Linked DNA regions of Sus scrofa: region 1 is linked to region 2. The links are chromatin contacts, called in public HiChIP or PLAC-seq maps. All regions are on one chromosome and are shown on one strand. The core of a region is the stretch at or near the end of the contact, and the rest is flanking DNA. Distances in the headings are between cores, read along the strand shown.

The links. HiChIP or PLAC-seq counts read pairs in DNA pulled down with a chosen protein or histone mark.
Region 1: an H3K27ac HiChIP or PLAC-seq map of skeletal muscle shows a contact between it and region 2. The contact joins the promoter of HR here to the promoter of FAM160B2 in region 2. A contact is called at or near these places in 4 of 47 Hi-C or Micro-C datasets (embryonic fibroblasts, epiblast stem cells, heart right ventricle and 1 more) and 2 of 2 datasets of contacts at active chromatin or transcription factors (alveolar macrophages and skeletal muscle).

What each region holds. Positions count from the first base shown.
Region 1 is chr14:6,403,533-6,406,232 of Sscrofa11.1, forward strand. HR (HR, lysine demethylase and nuclear receptor corepressor) reads right to left here and starts at 1,436. Exons shown (of 21, transcript NM_001083930.1): 1 at 584-1,436.
Region 2 is chr14:6,359,073-6,361,772 of Sscrofa11.1, forward strand. It overlaps FAM160B2 (protein FAM160B2), which reads left to right and starts at 1,261. Exons shown (of 17, transcript XM_003359029.5): 1 at 1,261-1,417. The coding sequence starts at 1,373.

The DNA.
Region 1 (2,700 bases), core at 186-2,685, 45 kb after region 2:
TGGCTTCTGAGGCAGAGCCCAGGATAACTGCTGGGGGCTGGGATCTCCAACTCTGCCGCCTAAGGAAGGAGTGAGCCAGCACAGGAGAGGGCTGTGAAGAGGCCTCCTCTGGGATAGGTCAAGATGCCCCAGTCCAGCCAGCAGTGCCAGGGCCGCTGGTGGACGCTGGTAACTGCAGCCGGGAGCGCGGGAAGGGGGGGCGAGGGGAGGAGGCGGGGAAAGCGGGCTGGGCCCCAGAGAGAGGCAAAGGAGGGAAAATTGAACCTGTGCGTGCAAAGGACCAGGGTGACAGGTGGCATCAGAGCCATGGCGCTCTCCCTGGGCGGCGGCGGCGGCACACTGGGCAAGCCCCAGGAAGGAGGTGGGGGAACTCAGGGAGCCAGTGGCAGAGGGCGCTCAGGTTTTCTGGGGCCACTGCTCCGACGCGGTCCAGCCCCGACGGGCATCCTAACTTTCAGAGGTGTGGCCCAGCTCAGGAGCAAGAGGGGGCTCATTCCCTGCGTGCGGCGCGGGCTCGGCTCAGAAACGCGCTATTGCGGGCGTCCCCAGAAGGTGCGCTCCTGGCTCCGGTCTCAGCGCTTACCTGGGCTTCACTGGCCGGGCGTGGCGCGGGCGGCGACGGTCGTGGTGGCCGACGCCGGGCGCCCTCTCCCCATGGGCTGACTCCGGGGCCTCCCGGCTGGCTGGCAAGAACTCGTTCTCCGCCGTCGGCTCAGCGCGCTCGCGCTCTCTTTCCCCCGGGGTGGCGGGGGCGCTCTAGGGCCGCAGGTTGGAGGGGTCGGACTCCGGGATCTGCAGGATGCGGCACACGGCGCGGATCGGCCGCACCAGCTTCTGGGCCGAGGCCGTGGGTTGCGCCATGGGACGCCGAGACTCCGTGCTGCGCCGCGGGGAGGACCGGGCCGGGGCTAGGGAGCGGGTGCCCCCGGAGGGAGAGAGGGAGCCGGGCCGGGGGGAACTCGCGCCCCGGGTCGGAGATGACCGAGATGGGGGAAAGGCCGAGGGGCCGGGGGGAAGGGGTCGTGCCTGGAAGAGGGGCCGATCCCGCGACCCGGGAGAGAGGCACCAGCGGGGGCGCAACACGGCGCAGCGCGGCTAATGGAGGGAGAGCCCGGCGGAGAGCGCAGCAGGACCTCTGATCGCCATCGCCAGACGCGCAACTGAGAGTGGGGAAGCTGCTCCGCCGGTTTCCTCCTCCAGCACCCTGCGGGAAACAGGAGCCCGTGACTCGGCGGCCCCGCCTGGGCCTGCCCCCTCCCGGGCCCCGGGGGCTTCCGCCAACGCCCCGGCGATGCCACCGGCTGCGCACGGGGAGAATGAGCCCTTTGTTCCCCCCTCCCCCCCGCGGCACCCGGGCGCCTGCCGAGAGAGGCTCCCCCGGGGCAGCGTGCCAGCTTCCCAGCCGCCCCACCCTCCCGTGGGCCCGGCCCCGGAGCCTGGCAGGCGGGCAGCACCCCCACTATAGGTGCCAAGCCCGGGAACTGGAGCAAAGGGCGGGAGGGGCCGGACCAGGCCATGATGGGGTGGGGTGCCCCCTAGGGTGCCAGGACAGGGCGGGTGGGAGGGGGCAGTGCCAGAGCTGGCAGGGGCAGTCGCGTTCTCACGGGTCAGTGATGGGCGCTCTGACCCACGCCAGCCACCCTGTGCCTGCTGGACCACTGGCTCCTCCAGCTCTGGAACATGGGCACACCCACTGGCCCAGGTCTGCCCTGCCTGGTCCTCCTCTGGCCAAGCTGCTCTTCACCATTCCAGTCCAAAGCCCCCTCCCAGGGCAGTGTCCTTAGCAGGTCTAGAAGGGTCTAGGTTCAGTCTGTCCCTGCTCTAAGGGCCTCGGTTTCACCAAGTGTCCAGAGAGGAGGTGGGACCAGATGTGCTCCATCACCTGCTCCCGCCCGGTGTTCTGGGGTCTCCCCCAAGCCATGCTCCTCCTGTTTCCAGGCCCAGGACTGGAGAGGAGCCCATGGGAGTGGCCCCTGGGAGGGAGCAGAGAGGAGGAGAGGAAATGGGAAAGCAGGGCACCCTCCACCCGAGGAAGCATCCTGGCTCCTCTGCGGGGGTGGTTCCAGAGCACAGACACAAACAGACAGATTCAAACACACACAGACAGATTCAGACACACACAGAAACCCACACGCCCAACAGGCGCTTCCCTTCCCCTCAGGCACCCACCTCCCAACCCACGACTCCCCTGCCTCCCAGAGGAAGCCTTCCTCGGACTGCCTTCACCCAGCCTGGGACAGAGGCAGCACCACCCCATCCACCCCCCTGTTCCATTGAAGGGGTGACTTCCCAGTTGACTTCCCAGGTGCCTCCGGCCTCATCCCAGGTCACACCACCATCCCTGGAGAGGGGAGCCATGAAGAGCCAGGAGGGAGCCTTCCTCCCAAGAGACTGGAGGGAAGGCAGGGATCCCCGCACCAGTGAGAAGAGGCAGGGTCCTGGGAGAGGAGGCCTGCAGGGGCAGGCACCAGCCGGATTGGGTCACGTTGACATAGACCCACTCAGACCCTTTGCCTCCCCCCAGGGAGGCCGGTCTGTGGCAGGACAGGCTGGTGGGGTTGTTTACATGACTGAGTTGTTAACACTGCCTTCCTCCCCCAGCTCCCCTGGGGGGTGGCCAGGGGAAGTTCTCCTGGAGGGTCTAACCCCGACCCCAGTGCCTAGGCCCCAAGCCCCAGCCTCCTGCCCCCAGGCCGGCTC
Region 2 (2,700 bases), core at 11-2,510:
CCCAGTTTTGGACACTCCAGGGAACCTTGCTCCAGTTGAGGGTTCTGCCTGTGTAATTCTTGGGTGTAATTTTCCCATGGGCTCCCCCCAGCACAGGTCACCCATTTCTTTCCTTGGTGTGGCTAGAAGGGCACAAAAGGGCCAGTGTGACTTCCTGTGCAGGATCTCTGGACCAGCACTGTATCCACTTAAAGTAATAAGCAACAAGTGAAATTAATTTTTTTTTTTTTTTGTCTTTTTGTTATTTCTTTGGGCCGCTTCTGCGGCATATGGAGGTTTCCAGGCTAGGGGTCTAATCGGAGCTGTAGCCGCTGGCCTACGCTAGAACCACAGCAACGCGGGATCCGAGCCGCATCTTCGACCTACACTACAGCTCACGGCAACACCAGATCATTAACCCGCTGAGCAAGGGCAGGGACCGAACCCGCAACCTCATGGTTCCTAGTCGGATTTGTTAACCACTGCGCCACGACAGGAACTCCTGAACTTAATTTTTATAATATACTTTGGTTAACCCAATTTATCTAATAGATTACATTTCAACACATAGTCAACATAAAACATCATCAGTGACTATTTTACACTGTTTCCTTCATAATGTCTTCAGCACATCTCAATTAAGAGTAGCAGGTATCAGCACAAGTGGCCAGGACCTCCTGTGCTGGGATGAGGAAGTCACAACTGGCCAAGGTGCACCAAGGAAAGACACAGAAGGTGGGTGTCCCAAGGCCGGCATGGGGGGTACACCTGGGAAAATTGTGTCCAATCACACAGGCAGAATCCTCAACCAGAGTTGAGTTTCCTACAATGTTCAAAGCTTGGGCCTTGGGGCAGCCAGCTCTGCAGTTCAAAGCCCGCCCCCCATCTCTCTCCACTCCCCCCTCAGGAATGGAAAGACATTTCCCGGATCACAGGGCTGTCAGAATGTACTCCTGCTCACCCCTAACATCATATGATGGGAGGGTAAGGCCTTAGGGGTCCCGCGAAGGAAGTCTAGAGACTTCCAGAATCCGTAAATCTTCTCATCCCTCATGGGAAAAACCTGCCTGTCTCCATTCGCTCTTCTCTAAGGGTCGTTCGTTCGCGGACTCCCGGCTCCCCAAAGGGTTCCCTGTGAATTTGACCGTGCCCCTCCGTGGCCCGCGACTCCTGCCCCGGAGCCCCCGCTCGCTGCTCCGCCCGGCCACGTCGGCGCCGGCCCTCTAGCCCGACCCGGGGCTGGGCCTGGCGGGGGCTGCGGGGCGGGGCGGCCTGGGCCCCGCCCCCTCGCCGCGCCTCCTGGTCGCAGCCTGAGCCCGGGAGCTCCGCCGCCGCCGCCGCCGCCGCCGCCGCTGCCGCCAGGGGACAGGGAGCCGGGAGTCGGGCCGCAGTCATGCTGAGCCGGCTCGGGGCGCTGCTACAGGAGGCCGTGGGGGCGGTGAGGCCGGGGCGCGCCGGGCCGGGGCCGGAAGAGCGGGCGCGGGGCCGGGGGAGGAGCTGGCGGCCTGGCGGGCGGAGGGCGCGTTCCCGCCTCAGGGAAGGGACCCGCACCCCGGGCCGTGGCGTCCCTTCCGGGGCCTCCTTGCTCCCGAGCCGCGCAGCACTCCCTGCTTCCAGTGGCTTCTTTCCCGATCGCGCCAGTTCCCAGCTCCCCTCCAGGTCGCCCCAGCCCCGAACCGCTCTCCCTGATTGCTTCCTGTTTATTTTCCGCGAGTCTCTCCCTATTCCCAAACTCCTCTGGGCCGAGTGCTCCCTTGGCACCCAATAGTTTCTTCCCAAAATTCCCCCAAAGTCCCCTCCCCCAGCTGGTATGCCTTCCTCCTCCCCTACGCCCCTCCCTTCCTGGTCAGCAGGCCTTAAAAATTGCAGCCCCTTCCCATGGTTCTGAGCCCCCCACGACTTCATGATTTTGTTCGGCCGCAGTCTACCCTCTCACCCAGCACCTGGGTAGTGCAGGGCCCCGGCTGGCCGTGTCCCCTGGGAGAGTACAGATGACAGTTCTGGGGTGGGGGGCGCCCATACCCAGGCAAAGCCTTCTGCAGGGTATTTGCGCAGTTTTCTCAACAGCAGGAGTGGGACTGACCTTGAGTCAGGAGGGGCCAGCGGTGGTGGGGCCTGGGGCGGCCACCGAGGAAGAGGAGTCTGTGTTTCTGCCATTTTCTGTAGGGGTTGAAGGCAGGTCAGAGGCGCCCACGGCTGTTCCCTGCCTTCAGCAAGATAAAAGTGCGGTGGTTTTGATAGGCAAGCCAGGTTGCCCTCCAGTTAAAGTAACCCTGCCAGGAATCTGCCTTAAAAGTTAATGATTCTTTTGGCCCATAGTATAAATCCTCCCTTCATTGATCAGTTTAGTGTATCAGATGTTCTCAGGAGAAACAACCTTGGGTTCCATCCTCTTCCTCCCCAACGCACACCCCAAATCAGAGCTTGTTATGAAGGAGAACCGTCTCAGCCTTAAGGAAACCTGTGAAGAAAGTGAAAAGCTTCTGCTCTTTCTATGCTCCCACCTGCCCCAGCCCTGCCCTTACTAATTAATGTCCAGGGGCCTCAGGCCAGCCTGCCTCAGGAGGCAGTTCCCAAATGACCTCTCCTCCCATCCTCCCTGTCCCCAGTCTAAATAGCTGTCATCTTAGAAAGTAATCTGACGCCATTTCATACCCTTTAGGGAAAGCTCCTGTACACAGTACACAAGGTGGGTTGATGGGACAGACGACCCTGGCGGTG